Linked DNA regions of Capsicum annuum: region 1 is linked to region 2. A link is a contact called in public Hi-C data. All regions are on one chromosome and are shown on one strand. The core of a region is the stretch at or near the end of the contact, and the rest is flanking DNA. Distances in the headings are between cores, read along the strand shown.

Region 1 (2,914 bases), core at 403-2,902, 200 kb before region 2:
CGAGAAAACTTGCCCACATTTAACAATACTTCATGGTATCACTCAAATTCAAGAATTAACCTGTATCAATCTAGAATTAGTTTGGTTGCAATAATTGTAATTAGCATGATGATATCTTTGGCGCGTCTCTTTGGTTGTTACCGCTGGAATGGAGTAACTATTTCTGTTAGGGTAGCGGATTTGAATCCAATGACTTGAGTTTCCATTATAGATCCCAATGCTTTGTGGTTGTTTGAGTTTGAGTTCAACATAGTGCTTTGTTGATCAGAGAAACTAAACTAGATATAAATTTAATGAATAAATTGAAATGATACTAACATTGAAGCCAACTATAAGGCACACCTAAATTGAATAAGCTAGCCAAAAGGGTCCTTAGAAGCTTTGTGTGGTTAGCTTAAATCTTCTTCGGAAAGAGATTCCTGCACTCATATTCCAGTCACACCTTTTTTTAAAAAAAAAACCATGGTGTTGGGACCAGCTTGTGCGCGCCTTGACTAATTCCACATGATACCCCCACCTCCCACCAGCAATATCAAGTAACTTTGTCCACCAAGACTAGTAAGACTAGAACAGACTTGTCTCGACTAGGATTTAAACCTAAGACCTCATGGTACTCAACCCACTTCATCAACCACTAAACCACACCCTTAGGTGCTATTCAAGTCCAACACTTTTTTTTTTAAATCTATTCAAGCTATAGCAATGTGACACACCAAATCACTCAGTGCTTACTATCTTATTTGTAGATCAATATACACTATTAAATCAAATGAGAACTAAAATAGCAATTCAACAAATCAAAAACCAAAGCAAATTTATGGCTCCTGTAGGAATTAAAAGCCTAATTCAGGCGTGGATGCTGTAGTAATTAGATTTTCTGAAGGTGATATAGGACTGAATTGCATAGATGATGAGAGTGAGGTGAATTGTGTAGACTGAGCTAACCGTGGTTGTTAGCTGGATTGTAATTCTCATGCAGGTGATTAATATACACAATTAGTTACCTAAAAAATCAAAGCAATTGCAAAAATTCCCACAACGTAAAGGCAAAAAATTACCAAGGACTCAAGATGCTTATCAACAGAAGAAACTTGTTCCCTTATGGCATGTAATGCATCAGCAGCAGAAATGAAAGCACGGTAATTCCCAACGGCAACCTCTTGCATCTGTCTCCGAATTCTCTCCGCATCAACTCTCAGCAGTTCCGGTTCCTACAGAAATAATCCACATCAAAGTTCGTCCAAATCAAAGCAATATAATCAAACTAGGCAATTAGAAGGGTACTTTGTGAAGGCGATCGAGAGTGAAAGAAAGGAGTTCGGAGATGTAAGGCTGTTGTGAAGGTGATGCCAGTGGGACTAGTCCCGTCACCGGTGAAGATGATTCCTCCATCGGATCTTCCGAATCCATCGACATTGCTCACAATGTATGAGATCTGGAATTGAGAATTTCTAAGGGAGGATCTACTGTTCGGTTCTGGAAAATATGACTCTACAAAATTTACCTACAATAAGGTGTTAAAATGAAATTTTGTCATTTTAGTAGTACTGTACTTGTTCAGTTGCAAAAGTTTTTGTTGCTCAACGCAGTTAAAAGATACTCTTTGGGTCGTATGGATATCATAATCTCATATAAGTTCACCTCGTTAGAACAATTTGATTTTCTTCAAAATTAATTATTTATGTTATATTTTATTCTTTTATAACAATATCCTATCTATAACATCAATAATATTTGTTATTGTAGTACACTTTGTAATAATAATATTTTGTAAAAAATTTATTATATCAAAATATTTATAATAATCATCATTAATTTTATGCACACACTAAATTTTAAGTAAGAATATCTAATTTAAAAAAAAAAATATATTTAAATGATGTGCATTAATTTTTTCATAACTTCACAAGAAAAAAAAGTATAAATATTTGCCTTTTTGTATTCATGCATTTTTAAATTTTATACATTTTTCTTTATAACAATTACATGAAATCTAAACGTTATATATATATATATATATATATATATATAACACCATCTCCTTATAAAATACATAAATTTTTTTGGACGAATACTATTATGATAAAGAAATTTAACTATATATTCAAAATTAAACATGAAATGAGATTTATACCGCATTTAGTAAACCATATAAACCTTATCCCAATATCAAAAGATGAAATTATTTTTTCCTTCGAGTGAATTTTTATTTAGTCCCTCTAATATGAGAAATATTTATTTTGATCCTTATAATATCTTGCTAAAGAATGTTCAATCTTCGATCAATTGAAATTCAGCATGCTTGATCCTTCAGCTTGTGAAACTTATCAAATTTATGTCGATTTCAAAATCGAGAGGGCGTCATGCGGAAGCTTAACGTTTGCAAATCTTGAGATAATAAATCAGACGATAAAGAAAATAATACTAAAAAGGCATAAAATTATTATATGTTTTGACCAATCGGCCTACATATTATAAAATCTAATATAAAAAACATTAAACCTATTGGGAGAAATCTCCCCCTAAACAAAACTTTTTAATGACTATATTGTGGATGCTATTATGTTATGGTATGAGAAGGGTCTATTTATAGATGTCCAAAACTTTTCCTCCCTTCAAGAAAGAGGTTAGTCAAATATGGAAAAGAATTACTCCTTCGTTTCATAATAAATGAATTGTTGGATTTTGGCACACAGATTAAGAAAAAATATTAAAGACATAAATTTAACACAACTTTCCATTTTTACCCTCCAAAAAAAGTTGACTTTGTAATACTTCTTCAAAAGTTAATTGATTGTCAAATCATAAGGGTAAATTTTTTTTAAAAAAAAATCAATGATTCACTTAGGGACCGTTTGGCCATGGAAAATTTTCCTTTTTTTCCGAAAATTTTTTTTGGAGTTGGAAATTGTGG
Region 2 (2,862 bases), core at 18-2,517:
GTATAGGATCACTATATTGATGTTCAATTATAATCAAATCAACAAGTTCATATCTACTAATTCATCAAGTCAGTAAATTGATCTTCATTTAATCAAAACAATAAGCTAAATTCACCAACAGTTAGCAATAAGTAAAATTCACCAACAGTTAGCAATAAGTAAAATTACAAGGAACACCTGTGATGATAAAATTCTGTAGCTAACATAATCATACAGTAAGTCAATAGTTCAAACTTTACACAGCAAACCCCCTCGCCTTAAATCTCTAAGCAAGAAAAGCATAATTTGATGTCTAGTTAGCTCTAATATGTTTATACTTTGCTATGTGTGATGATAAGATTAAAGCGGTGGCATTCTTAAAAGCTGAAACAACAGCGATAACTATACTACTAAGGTACACATAGCTTATGCCAATTTTACTCCAAATAAAAGGCGTACACCGAATCATGTCCAAGTAGTAATAATTTACCAAGATGCAGGAACAGATTAAACTTAAAGCACCTCATTCTTAAAGTGGAAGGGGAGATTACTGGGAAACCATTGCTACAACTTGATTATGATCTATGCCGCTCAGTATCCTTCAAAATTCTTGGCTACTTGTGTGTAGCTGTGAGGCTTAACCTAACTTGGGTGCTTTGACTACATCTCAGCCAATAATGATCAGATATTTGGTTTGTAATCCCACAAATTGGGTCCGGAGAGGGTAGAGTGTTACGCAGACACTACCCCTAACTCTAACGCTCATATAGATAGATAGTCCATCGGCTTAACCAAAAGCACAAACGTATAACCAAAAAGCCGCAGGACATAAAAACTCAAATCACATAAATTAACCATTCAATTTCCAAACCAAAACATCAAATAAACAAAATCAATCCAATTATTCAACTCAACACTAGAAAAATCCCTAAAATTAACACCCAAAAAACCCTCAAAAACTGCAACATAATTCCAAAATTCCAAAAAATTACCTACTATTCTTCTAGTTGTAGTAAAGCTCAAGTCCCATTCCATCATGAATCTCGTAATCCTTGAGGGTAATATGGTCTTTGTAGACATTGTACCACTTCTGAATACGAATCTTATCAGCACGGGTACCAGTTTGTGCAGCAACCAGCTTCTTCAAATCACCAATAGTATCATCTTCATTGCACTTCACTTTCACCTTCTTCCCCAATCGATCGTTCAACACCACTTCGATCATCTTTCAAAACGCAAATCGCAAAACGCAAACCCTAAAAGTTTTGGCCATTCTGTGAAGCGCGAAGTGGGGTATATATAGTGTGTTGGGTGTTCGCTCGTTCGCCGCCTTAATCGAACGGACGAAAATACCCTTGTTATAGGGGAATTTTTTGGTTTAGTCGACTAGGAAAAGGCTGGGATTAGGGGTATAATTGGTAATTTAAACTTACGCGGGATAGACGCACTTTGTGAATAAATAAGGGAATATTCAACTTTTGATATGTTCCTTCCTAATTAAAATTGAATTACTATGTCCCATTCAACTTTGAAAAGGAACACATTCAATGAAATGTTTTGAATTCAAACTTTAAAAATAAGAAATTGTTATAAATGTATTATCATATACGGTGAATATCTACTTTATCATATATTATATATCTATTTATGATAAAATTACAAACTCAAAGTTAGTTTTCTCCTATAAATAAAGGGATTTTCCTTTATTGTTATTCATCCCTCCAGAGAAACAAGAATTAGTTTTTATTCTCTCTACTCTTCTTCTTTATTCTTTTATATTTTATAATACGTTATCAGCACGAGACTCTTCCAAACAAAGTGAGATTATAAATGTAAAGGTAATTTCAAGGTTAGTGATTCCTTATATTATTTGTCTTTTGCTACTAATGATATAATTATTGTTGGATTTGAGGAAAAATAATTGATTTGAAACCACTTATACTTTTAATTTGTTCATGAAGAACAATATTATTAAAAGATGTGATGATGAATTTAAGTCTCATCTCATTAAGGAGGTAAGACATTGGGTTAAAAGTTCCAATGCACCATGATGATAAGATTTTGGGTTCAATTTCCACCGAGTTATGTCTAAGACGTCTTTTAATGGATAAGACGTTGAGTTTGAATCTCAATGCACCATATTAATAATATTGTGATGGATAAGACAAAATAATGGGTGTTTGTGAAAAGTTATGAGACATGTCCCATTGAATATGTTTTATTCTCTTAAGTGAATGTGATAGCAGTACATACTATGTATGAAAGAAGACAAGTGATTGAATGTACGAATATAAGTGTGAAGGGACAATATGATAATAATTATCAAAAGTGATAATATTTTCACATGCTTATTATGACGATAAGATATGTTAGAGAAACATTTCCTACACTGTATATATACCTTGTTTTGCTCTTGAATTAGCAATATTTTGAAAGAGGTTATAAGCTATCATAATTTGATAGGTTTAAGACAGATTATATTCCATTCTTGAGAATGAGAATTTTGATTGTTATGAGTACAACTAATATTTAGTAAAGTTAGCAATACAAACGTGCACTTGATTGTGAGGGTATCACAACTCACCTCCGAAAAAGGCAAAGTAATTGAGAGGAATTACTTTGAAACTACTTTTGAAGTAGTAAATCTAAAATTTATTCATGTAATAGTATATCTGAAATTTAATAAAGTAAAAGGTATATGTCATGGTAAAATTGGAGTTTGCTGGAATAAAAGTTCATAAATTGACATGAACGATTACGACATCTCAAAGATGTGCATACTAAATATTTAACATATATTGAAGAATTAAAAAATTCTTCATTACTTTTAATGTTGCTTGTTCTTATGATAAGTTGGTTGGACCAACTAATTTTGGGATTTGA

What was found. A called contact is a pair of places that touch in the nucleus more often than the background predicts.
Region 1: a Hi-C map of placenta shows a contact between it and region 2, with 3 times the contacts expected there. The contact joins the promoter of LOC107839637 here to the promoter of LOC107839615 in region 2. A contact is called at or near these places in 2 of 5 Hi-C or Micro-C datasets (bud and placenta).

The regions. Positions count from the first base shown.
Region 1 is chr1:148,062,516-148,065,429 of UCD10Xv1.1, reverse strand. LOC107839637 (conserved oligomeric Golgi complex subunit 8) reads right to left here and starts at 1,652. Exons shown (of 12, transcript XM_016683213.2): 1 at 1,285-1,652; 2 at 1,059-1,211. The coding sequence starts at 1,416.
Region 2 is chr1:147,860,487-147,863,348 of UCD10Xv1.1, reverse strand. LOC107839615 (ubiquitin-like protein 5) reads right to left here and starts at 1,267. Exons shown (of 2, transcript XM_016683195.2): 1 at 976-1,267. The coding sequence starts at 1,204. The coding sequence ends at 983.